Linked DNA regions of Ovis aries: regions 1 and 2 are each linked to region 3. Evidence: chromatin contacts called from public Hi-C data. All regions are on one chromosome and are shown on one strand. The core of a region is the stretch at or near the end of the contact, and the rest is flanking DNA. Distances in the headings are between cores, read along the strand shown. Region 1 holds the start of TMEM200B (transmembrane protein 200B). Region 2 holds the start of SRSF4 (serine and arginine rich splicing factor 4). Region 3 holds the start of EPB41 (erythrocyte membrane protein band 4.1).

Region 1 (3,509 bases), core at 859-3,358, 190 kb before region 3:
GCTTGATGAATTAGACAGAACTGGGAGAGGAAGGCGCCCCAGTTGACCCCTGAAGTATATGCCCTTAGGCTGGGTGATGGGTCCATTCACAAAGTGAGAAGACGGGAAAGAGCAGGAACCGACTGCTCCCCGCGGTCCAGGCAGATGGCTGGCTGCTGGAAGCGGGGTTCCTCCTGGGGCTTAGGATGGAAGAAGCCCCAACACTGAGGAGGGCAGAGTCCTGAGGAGGGCAGAGGCGGGAGGAACAGGTGGTAAACGGCGGGGCAGGCGGGGCAGCGGGACGAGGCCCTGGAGACCCCGGGTTGGCCTCCGAAGTTGGTGACCCAATGAGCCAAGAGGGGCGACGGGGTCGGATGGGCCTTGGGGAAACGCTGAGAGGGCGGAGGTGGGGTCCGTGTGTGAGGAGCGGACCGAGGGCGAGAGGAAAGGTCCTCCTGCGGAGCAAGAAGCGGGAGGAGGCAAGAAGAAGGCTGCGGCCCCGGCGGAGCGCCGGCCACAGCCCAGACGCGAGCTCGGGCCGCAGCAGCCTCGCGGCCCAAGGGGGCGGCAGGAAGGCGGTCTCGGACCCGCAGGGATGTGGCTCCGGGGAAGCCTCGCCCCCTTGCGGCCTCCTCGGGACCCAGGCCTCGGCCCACCGGGGGAGGCCCCGCCCCCGGCAGTGGCCTCGGACTCTCCCGAGGATGCTCGGTCGCCGGTGGCGGGGCGAGGCGGCTTCCGGGGCGCCTACGCCACCCCTGGTCTCCTCGGCCGAGCTAGAGGACGGGAGCCTGGGTTCGAGGCCCAGTTGTGCAGTGTGGCTCCGGGACCCGTCAGCGGGCTTGGGGGCCCCGAGTTCCCCCGCCTGGCCCCCCGGCGCACAGCCGGGTCTCATTACTGCCCATCCCCCTTCACGAGCGCCCCGCGGGCCGGGGGGTCTCGGCGACCGGGGGAGGGGCGGGTTATAATCAATCCCAGGCCGGAAATTCCTCCCGAGGGGCCCTAGCTGGGCTGCGGGAGTGGGGTTGGGGGGCGGCCGGGGCGGAGGCTGGCAATTTGCCCGTACCTCCCCGCCCCCTCCTCCTCCGCCCCCCGCATCATGGAAACTGGGCCGCCCGCCGACCCCCTGGCTCCGCGCCACATTCTTGCCTCTGGGGGCGGGCGGGACACGAAGGCCGGGCAGCCCCCTGTGGGCCGGTCCGCGCGGGGCGCCGCGGATTTCCGAACCCGCCTCCTGATTTGAGACGAGCACCGTCTCCCCACTCCCGCTAGGCAGCATCTTCGGGAAGGCTAGGGAGGCCGGCGACGCTGCATCCGATTCCCTCGGCTCTGAGAATCCGGTTCTTCTCTATTTACCCTCCCCGCCAACGTGATTGGAGCAGGGCATGGCCACCGACTCCAGTATCCTGCCTGGAGAATCTCAAGGATAGAGAAGCCTGGCGGGCTAGAGTCCATGGGGGTCCCAAAGAGTCAGACACGACTTAGCAACTAAACGGCAAAGTGATTCCTCTTCCGAGCGCTCGGAGGCGTACCCCGGGCTGTGCCCCTCTAGTGTGCCCCGCCCTTGACGCCGGATTTTCGCCCCTCGGCATCTTGTGAAGCAGAGACCATCACACCCATTTTACAGGTGAAGACTGTGAGGTTCAGATGCAGAAAGGTTCAGATAGTACGGTCGGGCGGAGCGGGAACTCTGGCCGCCTCCTCGGGAAGCGCCTCGAACGGCGCTTGGCACCTGTGGGCTCTCAGTTGCCCGAGGGTCCTCTCCGGGGCGCCTGGAAGGGACGGATTGTGCGAGGCGGGGGAGGGCGTGCGGCTTCAATCCTGGGTCTGCTCGCTCCGGCTGCGGAGCGAGGCAGGGGTTTCAGTCTTCCCACGTGGGGAGGGCACCCTCCCAGGCCTTCTGAAAGACGTCAGCCGGGGACTTGGGGCCCTCGGATCCTCCGAGTCACCGAGCGCGCACACAGCTCTTACCTTCGAGCCTCAGCCTTGAGACTCGCTGCCTCCTTCCAGCCTTGGGGCCGGGCCGGACACTGGCTGGACACCGGCCGAACTGGCCCGGGGGCTCCCGGTGGGCGGGGCGGGGGCGGGGCCGGACCGGGGCGGGACCGGGCCAGGGGGCGGGACCGGGCGCCAAGAGTCCACGGAGACCGCGGCAGGGCTGCAGCCCAGGCGTGCGGACTCGGACCCGGACCCACTCCGGCGCTGAGCGCCAGGTGAGCGAAACTAGGGGCCTGGTGGTGTTCACCTCTCCACTTTCCCCAACTTTTTGTTTGGTCGCTCCCTCCAGAAAGGCCCTGGGGATGGGGAGGAGCCGGAGCGGGGTTCCCTTTTTTCCCGCGGCAGGAGTGTGGACGCGCGCAGAGGCGGGACCCCGGAGTGTTAGGAATCCGGCCCCCAGCAACTTCCTGCGACCAGGGATCCTCGGACTGTGGCTCCAAGTTGCTGCCTCTCCCGGGGTCCCCAGCGTCGACTCACACCCTCCAAAATCTCAGTGTCTGAGCTTGTCCCCATCCCTCTCTCGGCAGGCCTCCGTTTCCTTCCCTACCCGCCAGGACCCGCGGGTGGCTCGAGAGTTGGGACGGGGGCGCCAGCTCTGGGCTGGGGCGGGGGTGGTCATTTCTCCAGTTTGGGGCTGGGGAAAGAGCTCCATACTCAGAGACCAGGCAGGGAACGGGCCTCCCCTCCTCCCAGGACGCTCCCAGGGCTGTGCCGAGAAGTGCCCGGGGTTAGGTCTTGTGTGGACCCCGCGTCCTGCGTGGCGTGCGCTGCGTGACCCCAGCAGACCCAGCCACCTCTCCGGGCCGTAGTTTCCCTCTGTGAACCCCAGGCCTTGGACGCGGAAGACGCCGGGCTCCATGCTAGGGCCTGGGCCTTCAGCGCTCCTGTCGGAGGCAGGGATGGGATGTCCTGCGTTGAGCTTTGGGGTGCGGATGGGGAGAGAGAAGGGTAACAAGCCCTCCTTCCTGGCGCCTCGGCTACGGGTTCCAGAGATGCAGCTGTTGGGAAACCAGACTGGGGCAGTCAGGACGCACCACTGGACAGCAAGGTCCTAACCCTCCTCTCCTGCGGGACCCGGAGCGCCTGGGCCGGGGCACCGTTTCCTCCCACACCCAGCCTTTCGTGGGGGCTACATCACACGTATCCCGGCTACTCCCGCCTGGCCCGGATTCAGTCCCTCAGGCCGCAGGCCGGGCCGCACCAGCAGCTGGGAAGGGCTTACACCGGGCGGCCCAGACCCTGGGGTGCAAGGGCGGTGCTGCTCTGGCCGGGACGCGGCCACTAAGGCCTCGGGCTGAGGAGGCCGGAAAGGAGGCCAGGCGGCGGGAAAGGGGGATGATTCATCCGGAGGAGCCCGAATTGGAAACGCTGCAGCCTGGGGAACAGTGTTGCCTGGGCCTACAGGAGAGCCAGGAGAGGAGCTCACCGGCAAGGCCCGGAGCCTGGCACCCACGGCCCCCTGCCTCCTGCCCGGACCGTGGATGGGCGGCTGGAGGAGGGGAAGGGGGCTCTTCGCGGAGTTTCAAAAAATCCTG
Region 2 (3,748 bases), core at 21-2,520, 240 kb before region 3:
AAACCGGGAAAAAATATTTGCAACTCATTTGACAAAGAGCTAGTGAACTATAAACCTGTAAGAAAAATGGGCAGAAATATAAGCAGACACAGACACAGCAGAAAGAGAAAATATATCTCTTAAATATATGAGGCTCACCGCACTTAACTGCAAATTAAACTATCCAGAGATAACCATTTCTCAGCTAACAGACTGACAAAGATCATAAAGTTTGATAACGTGTTGATGAGGAAATGGAGAAAGCTCCTTTTCTACTCTAATGCAATGATTTTCAAATTATCAGTCTATTAAGTGCAGAATTGTATGTAGTACATCACCATTTACTTTGTATGTGTAAAATACCTCTAAAAGGTCATTTACAAACGGATTACATTGCCTCTAGGCCACCAGAGGTCAGAGCTGGTAAAGGTTTTTCACTGTATACCATTTGAACCAGTTAATGAATTATCCGTTCAACATATGATTTTTAAAATAAAAACAGTAAAGAAACAAAACTTCTTTGTGGTTCTAGGTAAATTGGATTAGTGAAAAGAGACCCAATATTTATCGAGCTTCTACCACGTTCCAGATACTGTCCCAAGCTCTTTCACATCCACTTTTCGTTACCCTGGTAGTCCACTGAGATGGGATAAATTATTCTAATTTTACAACTTAGAAAATGGTCCAGTGATGTAGCCAGTATCAAGCCTAATCCAGCTCCATAGTTCCAGCCTTCTTCACTTTCCACGTTGCTTTCATTAAAACAAGTCCTATTTTTAAAATAATACTGGTATTACTTTATTGGGCACTTAAGATACGCTGGGATGTCCTATGTTGCAGTTACTCTCCCCTTTTATAGAGAAAACAAACGGGACTCAACGAGCAGGGCGTAACGAGCCCAAGGTCACAGATATTTAGATGATTAGAAGCCAGGTTTAATTCCAAATCTCCTGCTCGAAAAGTCGAAGCCACTCCCGGTGCAAAGGACAAAAGCAGAAACACTGGCAGGATTGTGGAGGGAGGCATGAACGCTTCCGGGGGAAGCGGCGAAGCCAGCGGGCTACGCTGCGCGCCAAGCTCGCGAGAGAACGTGCCGAGGGGATTGAAGGCCCAGCACCCGCCCGCACCGCCTGTCGATCACCTGGCCCCGCCCCACGCCGGCGCGCCCCCGGGCAGGCCCCGCCCCCGTCCCTGGCCGGGCGGGAAGCGAACGTGCTCTCTCCCTCCCGTTACCCTCCGCCTGCGGGGAGGCGGGAGGCGCGTGCTCGCGAGCTGCGTGCTCGCGTACGTCACCGGGTTCGGCTACGTCCGTCCCGCCGCCCGCCCGTTGCCGCCGCCGCCGCCGCCGCCGTCGCCGCGCTCTCGCTTCGCCGGCCGCCGCCTAAGGGGGGCTGGGGCCGGGCCAAGTAGCCGCCGCCGTTGCCGGGATGCCACGGGTGTACATCGGCCGCCTGAGCTACCAGGCCCGGGAGCGCGATGTTGAGCGCTTCTTTAAGGGCTATGGGAAGATCCTGGAGGTGGATCTGAAGAACGGGTGAGGAGGACTGAAGAGGGGCCTGCCATGTGGGAACGGGGCCCCCGGCGGTGGCGGGAGGCCATGGGGACGGGAGAGGGACGCCTGCCCCACTAGGAGCTGCTACCGGCCATCTCCGGCTCCGCCATAGTAGCGGCGCCTCGGGGGCGCGGGTAGGCCCCAGTTCCCACTGCGCCTGCGCGGGTGGGGGTGGCGGAGGGATAATAGGAGCGATGGTGAGCCGCTGAGTGGGACGCGGGGGAGGAAAACCCGAGTGGGATTGGGGCTGCGGGCGGGAGGGCACACAGCTCCAGGGCGGCCTGGGTTTTTCCTTCTCGGGCCCGGGACCGGGGCCTGGTTCGTCTCCAGCAGAGACCAACCTTTCCCGCTCTGAGGGCTGCTGGAAACAAATTTCGTGCTTCCTTTTCACCTCTTACCCAGTTTACTGGATCAGGTGGTCACAGCGCATCTCTCCCAGGGACGGGAGCTCTGAAGGGACCGCCCCCCCGCCTTCTTTTTTTTAGCTTTGCCATGTGCTATTCTTTTTTTGGGCGGGAGACTGGTTTGAATAGTCTAGGGATGGTTTCAAAAGTATCGACTTGCGGTTCTGAAAGCCTTCACCGTTCCCTCTACAAGGGTAAATTAAAAGTCTTAGCCAGCTATCTTTTAAGACTGCGTACAGTTTCCATGCTGGGGTTTCCGTTCCTCAGCTTGCCAGGAAATTGCTCTGAGGTTGTCGAATTTGTTGGAGAATAGTGGCCACCTTGTGTTGTCAACTCGTTGATGTAGACGGAGACCTACAGTTAGAAAATTGCTGACTTCCTATACGGCTATGGTCTGTTACTTGTATTCTGATCTATCTTGGTAGAGCAGGGCCCACAGGAGCTACAAGTTTCAGGGATAACAGATGAGTCAGAACTGGAGAAGATATTCAACAGGGAAAACTGAGAACCAGGAAATGTTAGGTAGGACTTAAAAGACACGGATATTAAAAAGAGGAGTAGGGGAAATATTTTAGGGTACTAAACCTTGGATGTTAGAAGAATTCTTGGCTGCCTCCCCCCTTTTTAAGATCTGCTCTGCAACAGGTCTGACATGACTAGAGTTTATTCCCCAAAGTAATACCAGCAGCTAACACTTGAGAGGTTTATGAAGTTATAATTGAACATTGGAGAAAATCGGAAGCTAGAATGTACTCAAACTGTTGGCTGGGTTTAAAAAGTCATTTCAAATTGATTGTTAGGAAGAATCACCTTCTTATTAAGGGAAATGTTCTCCATCAGGTGTTCATTATGAATGGTAATTTCATTCAAAGTAGAAGGCTTAGGACATTCTTCATTTTGTACATTAGAGCTTTCAGCTCTTAAATTGGGCAGGGGGTTGTTACTGTGATAAATATGTGTCTGAATGATTAAGTTCAAACTCCCGGTTTTCTTCGGAGCCCAACCAAGTTGACAGAATAATTAAATTTTGGGGAAAGCATGGGTTTTGAAAGCAGACAGGCCTGGGTCAAACCCTATCTTCACTACTTACTTTCTATGAACAAGTGACTTCTCTGATTCTGAGTTTCCTCATCCACCAGGAAAAGGAAGATTAGAGATAAGAATTGTAAAGCATTTGGCTTATAGCTGTAAATGGTGTTTATAATCAAAGGGATCTGACCATGATCATAAGGAGACAGCTTTTTAAGTGTTTAGTAACATGAAAGCCTATTTGGTTAGGTCTGTTCTCTAAGGTTACTCAAATGATAGCAAGAAATGATGTTGATACTAATGGGAAAATAATGGAAACTAATTAATGAAGCAAATATGTTGATAACAACCAAGATGTCTGTTGATGTGCTAAATGAAGGGAGGAGGCAGAAAAACAATTCCACTCTTGAGTAAATTAAGTGCCTACATTTGAATTAAGAAATGCTTGCTCTCTGTTTAAACTCAGAGAGTGAAACTTGGAGTGGTTTGTTTGAAATAGGCTTTGAAGTATGGATTGCCGGCGTCTTGAAGTGAAGTGTCTGGGAATAGTGTATGTCCTAACTGGTGATGGTTGAATGAGGAAGAATTTTGAAATACAGTAAACAGCCTAGCTTGGATGAGTCTCACAAATGATCTAGAAGTTTAAAAACATAAATCAGAAACAACTATAAGGTTTTACACTAAACATTAAAAATCACGTGCTCTGGAGGGGACAATTGAGCAACCTGAGAAATGGTGATATAAGAGGAAGAACTACTGCTACTTCCAGGACCATATATACATG
Region 3 (3,684 bases), core at 803-3,302:
TCACCCACACAAGACACTCCACCCGTATCCCACATTGCCAGGGACCTGGCAGGTCCTGCCTGACTCTTCTGTATACACAGAGGAAACCTCAGGGCTTCCTCACCCCATTCCCTTCTTAATGCACCCCTGCTGGCCTGTTCCCAGACCAGCTACCATTCCGGTCACTGCACACTCAGTGCTCATTTGATTCTGCTAATGCCTGTAAGATCTGGATTATTGATAAAGGAGGAACCTGGGGCTCAGAGAGGTGAAATGACTCATGCAAGGTCACATAGCAAGGAAATGGCAGGGCCAGGCTTCAAACCCAGCTCTGCTGCACGAAAAGCCTATAGGATCCCCGAAGTCCCCTTCTGTCCCTCCTCTCCGCGCTCCCTACAGCTTCGGAATGCCCTTCTTCCCCTAACTCCCACCTCCTCTGCCAAGTTTCTCCTCCCCACCCCTGGTCAGAATGAACAACTCCCACCTCACCGGTGCTCTTAACACCTTGTTTACATACACTGGACAGCTGCGGTGCAGGAGTTATTTCTGAGGTGTCTGTTTCTCTGACACTCAGAAGGACCCTGAAGGCAGAGAGTGACCCCACTGAGTGCCCCCTTAGACCTGAGAGTCTGTCACTTATACCTCCACCCTCCCTCACGCCCCCTCCATGAAAAGTCTTCTGGTGGCCTCCTGTTGATCCCCTCCCCACCCCCAGCCTTCTGCCAAGGCCAGTCCCCAGCTTGTAACTGGGGTGAAGGTGGGAGCATGCAGTAAGTAGCCTCTGGGGCTCTGCTGCCAGTGCTCTGGGTGCCCCGGGGCCCCACCCTCATCCTTCAGTAGCTGAGCAGTTCTTCCAGGGACTTCCAGCTGCCCGAAGCCCCAACCCAGGTCAGGCTCTCCCCAAACATCCTCCTGGAGAAAGGGCTCAGAAGCAAAGGGGGGGTGGGGAGCTGCCTTCAGTCCTAATCTGGGAATTTAAGGGGTCCCATTCAGTCACTCCTCTCCCAGAAGAATCTGTGGGCCTCCGGAGTAACCTCCCCTAATCCTACCAGGTAGTCCTCCCCGCCCTCCTTCTGGGGCAAACTTGGGCTGAGGTTGGTCTGGACACGTCCTGGCCTCCAATTTGCTGGAAGGAAGAAGTCCTATCCCAACCCACAGAGGTGGGGTCTGCTAGAAAGTGTAGATGAGGGCAGGACAGGGAGAGGCCGGGCCACACACAGAGGAGACGAGAGACACAGGGAACCGGGAGATGAGATCTAGCCGGAATCAGAGCACGACTGGGAGACCCGGCCGACCGGAGGCAGAGAGAAGTCCCCTAAACCCAGCCTGGAAAGGGAGCGTGTGCGGCCGGGGCGGCGGCAGCAGAGCCACCCTGGCCGGCAGAGCCGGCGCCCCAGCTCGCGGGCCCCTCAGTCCGGAAACTCAAAGTCAGTTACGTAAGGGCCGGAGCGGGGCGCGGGGGCCGGGACCGGGCTGCCCGCTCCCGGCGCGCGCCGCCCTCCCACCCGCTCCAGCCGCGCTGCAGCCCGCCCGGCAGGAGCACGCAGGGCCCACAGGGCGGGGTTCAGGGGGTGGTAGTGGGGGAAGCCTGGGCTGCAGCCCTCCGCAGAGACCCGCCCGCCCGCGCCTCACCCCGGACCCCCGCCCCAGACAGGCCCGGAACCGGCTGGGACCGCGCGCCCAGCGCCCAGCTCCGGACGCGAGCTCTCGGACCCCTTTCCTGCCTCCCCTGCCCCTCCCCGCACCCTGAACTTCGGGAATCCCAGACCCCCCCCACTGGACCCCCAGTTCGAAACTGGGGACCCGGGACCTCTATAGCGCCCCCGACCCTGAGAACCAGACCTTTCCCCGCTCCCCGCGGGACGCCCCGGCCCTTGGGGAGTGCGTCCGTCTGTCTCTCACCGCGTCCCTCCCGGGACCCGGGCTCGTCCCTCAGGAGGTCCAGGCTCACCTGGGCTGGACAGGGCGGGGACCTGGCCGGGCCGGGCCGGGCCGCGTTCTCGCCCTCCGCCGCTCTCGCCCTTTAAGAGGTTCCTGCCACTTTGCCCCTTCGGGGGCCTCCACCTGCACTGACAGGGCAACTCTGGCGTGAGGCCCCGCCCCCGACCCGGGGTGCCTTAGGATTGGTGCAGGCAACTGCCAGTCAGCAGAGCGGCGGGGAGGAGGGGGGAGGAACTGGGCGGGGCAGAGAGAGCGTCGCAACCGGGAAGGGGCAAGGGCTGCAGGTGCGGCCTGACGCGACGCCCCGCGCTGGCCGGTAGGGTTGCTGACCCGCTGGGTCTGCGGAGGTTCGAACTGGGAGCGCCTGAATTGGCTGGTGCGGTGTCTAACGTCGTATGGCAAAAGTATGATGCAATTTGCCACGTGGTGCTACCCCCTAAGTCTGGAAGGGAGACACGGACTTGGTCACAGGGGACTAGGGAAGTAACCCTGAAGAGGACCCCTGGATGCCCTGTGCCGTCTGTGTCAGAGTCACTACTCTGAAGCTGAGTTTCCTCAACTATAAATCTTGAAGAATATTTTCCTGAGAATTAGCAATATATGTTAAGTACCAAGCTCCGGGCTGGCGCACGGTTGGGTGGTCTTCAGTAAGTGTGGACTCTGGTCCCCTTTATTCGCATCTTCCCACTAAGAGACTTTCCCTTCCTTATTGTCTGTCCTATCAGCGCTGGAAGGGGCTTACATAGTCACTGGTCCAAATCCCCTCCCCTCTGTACCGCATTTCAGAGCTGTGCTCACAGACTTCCAGGTGGTTCAGTGGTAAAAGCATCCGCTTGCCAATGCAGGAGATACGGGTTCAATCCCTGGGACGGGAAGATACCCTGGGAGAAGGAAATAGCAACCCACTCCAGTATTCTTACTGGGAAATCCCATGGACAGAGGAGCCTGGTGGAGTACAGTCCATACGCACACACTTTCAGTGATGGGAAGCTCATCACTTCCCAGTCAGGCCTCCTTCACTTTAAACCCGTCCAGAGACTTCAAAAGCTCTGCCTATTAAGGCCAACTCTGCCCTTTAGGAGTCCTGCCCACAAAGAACAAACCTAATCCCTCTTCCGAGCTGAGGAATGGCAGAATCACAAAATCATACGCTACTTCATGTTGGAGACCCATGAATCCCTTTTGGGGGCAAATCGGACATACAGAAGCTCACTGGCAAGTGACTTCCTGTGACTTCAATGGTCTTTCTATTAGATGGACTCAGGAATCAGATTGTCGAGAGTCAGAACCTGCTACTACTTACAAGCTGCGGACCGTTAAGTGAAATAACCCATGTAAAGTACTAATAAGAACAGTGCCAGTCTCAGGGTAAGCATTCCAGAAGTGCCAGCCTTTATTATAGAAATTCATGTTTTGCCCTCCAAATTCACCGAAGCCCCCTTTGGGTCAAGTCTTAGTCTTTAGTTTTCAGGGCCCAGGTCCCTGCCTTCAAGAAGCTCACAGTCTAGCAGAGGAAGGTCTGAGCTTCTACATCTTCTGATAAAGGTGCACAGTCTCCAATGCACCACAGGAGCTATAGTTTCTTTAACCAGAAATCTGGACCCTTGAGACCCTTTCAGTCCCTCCCACAGTGGACCCCATAGGGAAAGCTGACACGCATCCAGGTTCCCAAGCCTACTGACACACCTTTCACTTGTCCACATTCTCACCTGCCCACCAGGTGGTATGGCTCAGCACAGTGGTTAAGAGTTGGGAATCTGCAGA

What was found. Hi-C and Micro-C count contacts between places; a contact is called where the count stands out from the background.
Region 1: a Hi-C map of muscle shows a contact between it and region 3, with 3 times the contacts expected there. The contact joins the promoter of TMEM200B here to the promoter of EPB41 in region 3. A contact is called at or near these places in 7 of 16 Hi-C or Micro-C datasets (blood, hypothalamus, liver and 2 more).
Region 2: a Hi-C map of liver shows a contact between it and region 3, with 4 times the contacts expected there. The contact joins the promoter of SRSF4 here to the promoter of EPB41 in region 3. A contact is called at or near these places in 12 of 16 Hi-C or Micro-C datasets (blood, hypothalamus, liver and 5 more).

The regions. Positions count from the first base shown.
Region 1 is chr2:238,166,008-238,169,516 of ARS-UI_Ramb_v3.0, forward strand. TMEM200B (transmembrane protein 200B) reads left to right here and starts at 2,109. Exons shown (of 2, transcript XM_015092855.4): 1 at 2,109-2,189.
Region 2 is chr2:238,113,820-238,117,567 of ARS-UI_Ramb_v3.0, forward strand. It overlaps SRSF4 (serine and arginine rich splicing factor 4), which reads left to right and starts at 1,271. Exons shown (of 7, transcript XM_042244449.2): 1 at 1,271-1,513. The coding sequence starts at 1,407. It overlaps MECR (mitochondrial trans-2-enoyl-CoA reductase), which reads left to right. Exons shown (of 11, transcript XM_027965394.2): 11 at 1-494.
Region 3 is chr2:238,354,599-238,358,282 of ARS-UI_Ramb_v3.0, forward strand. It overlaps EPB41 (erythrocyte membrane protein band 4.1), which reads right to left and starts at 2,053. Exons shown (of 20, transcript XM_060411413.1): 1 at 1,931-2,053.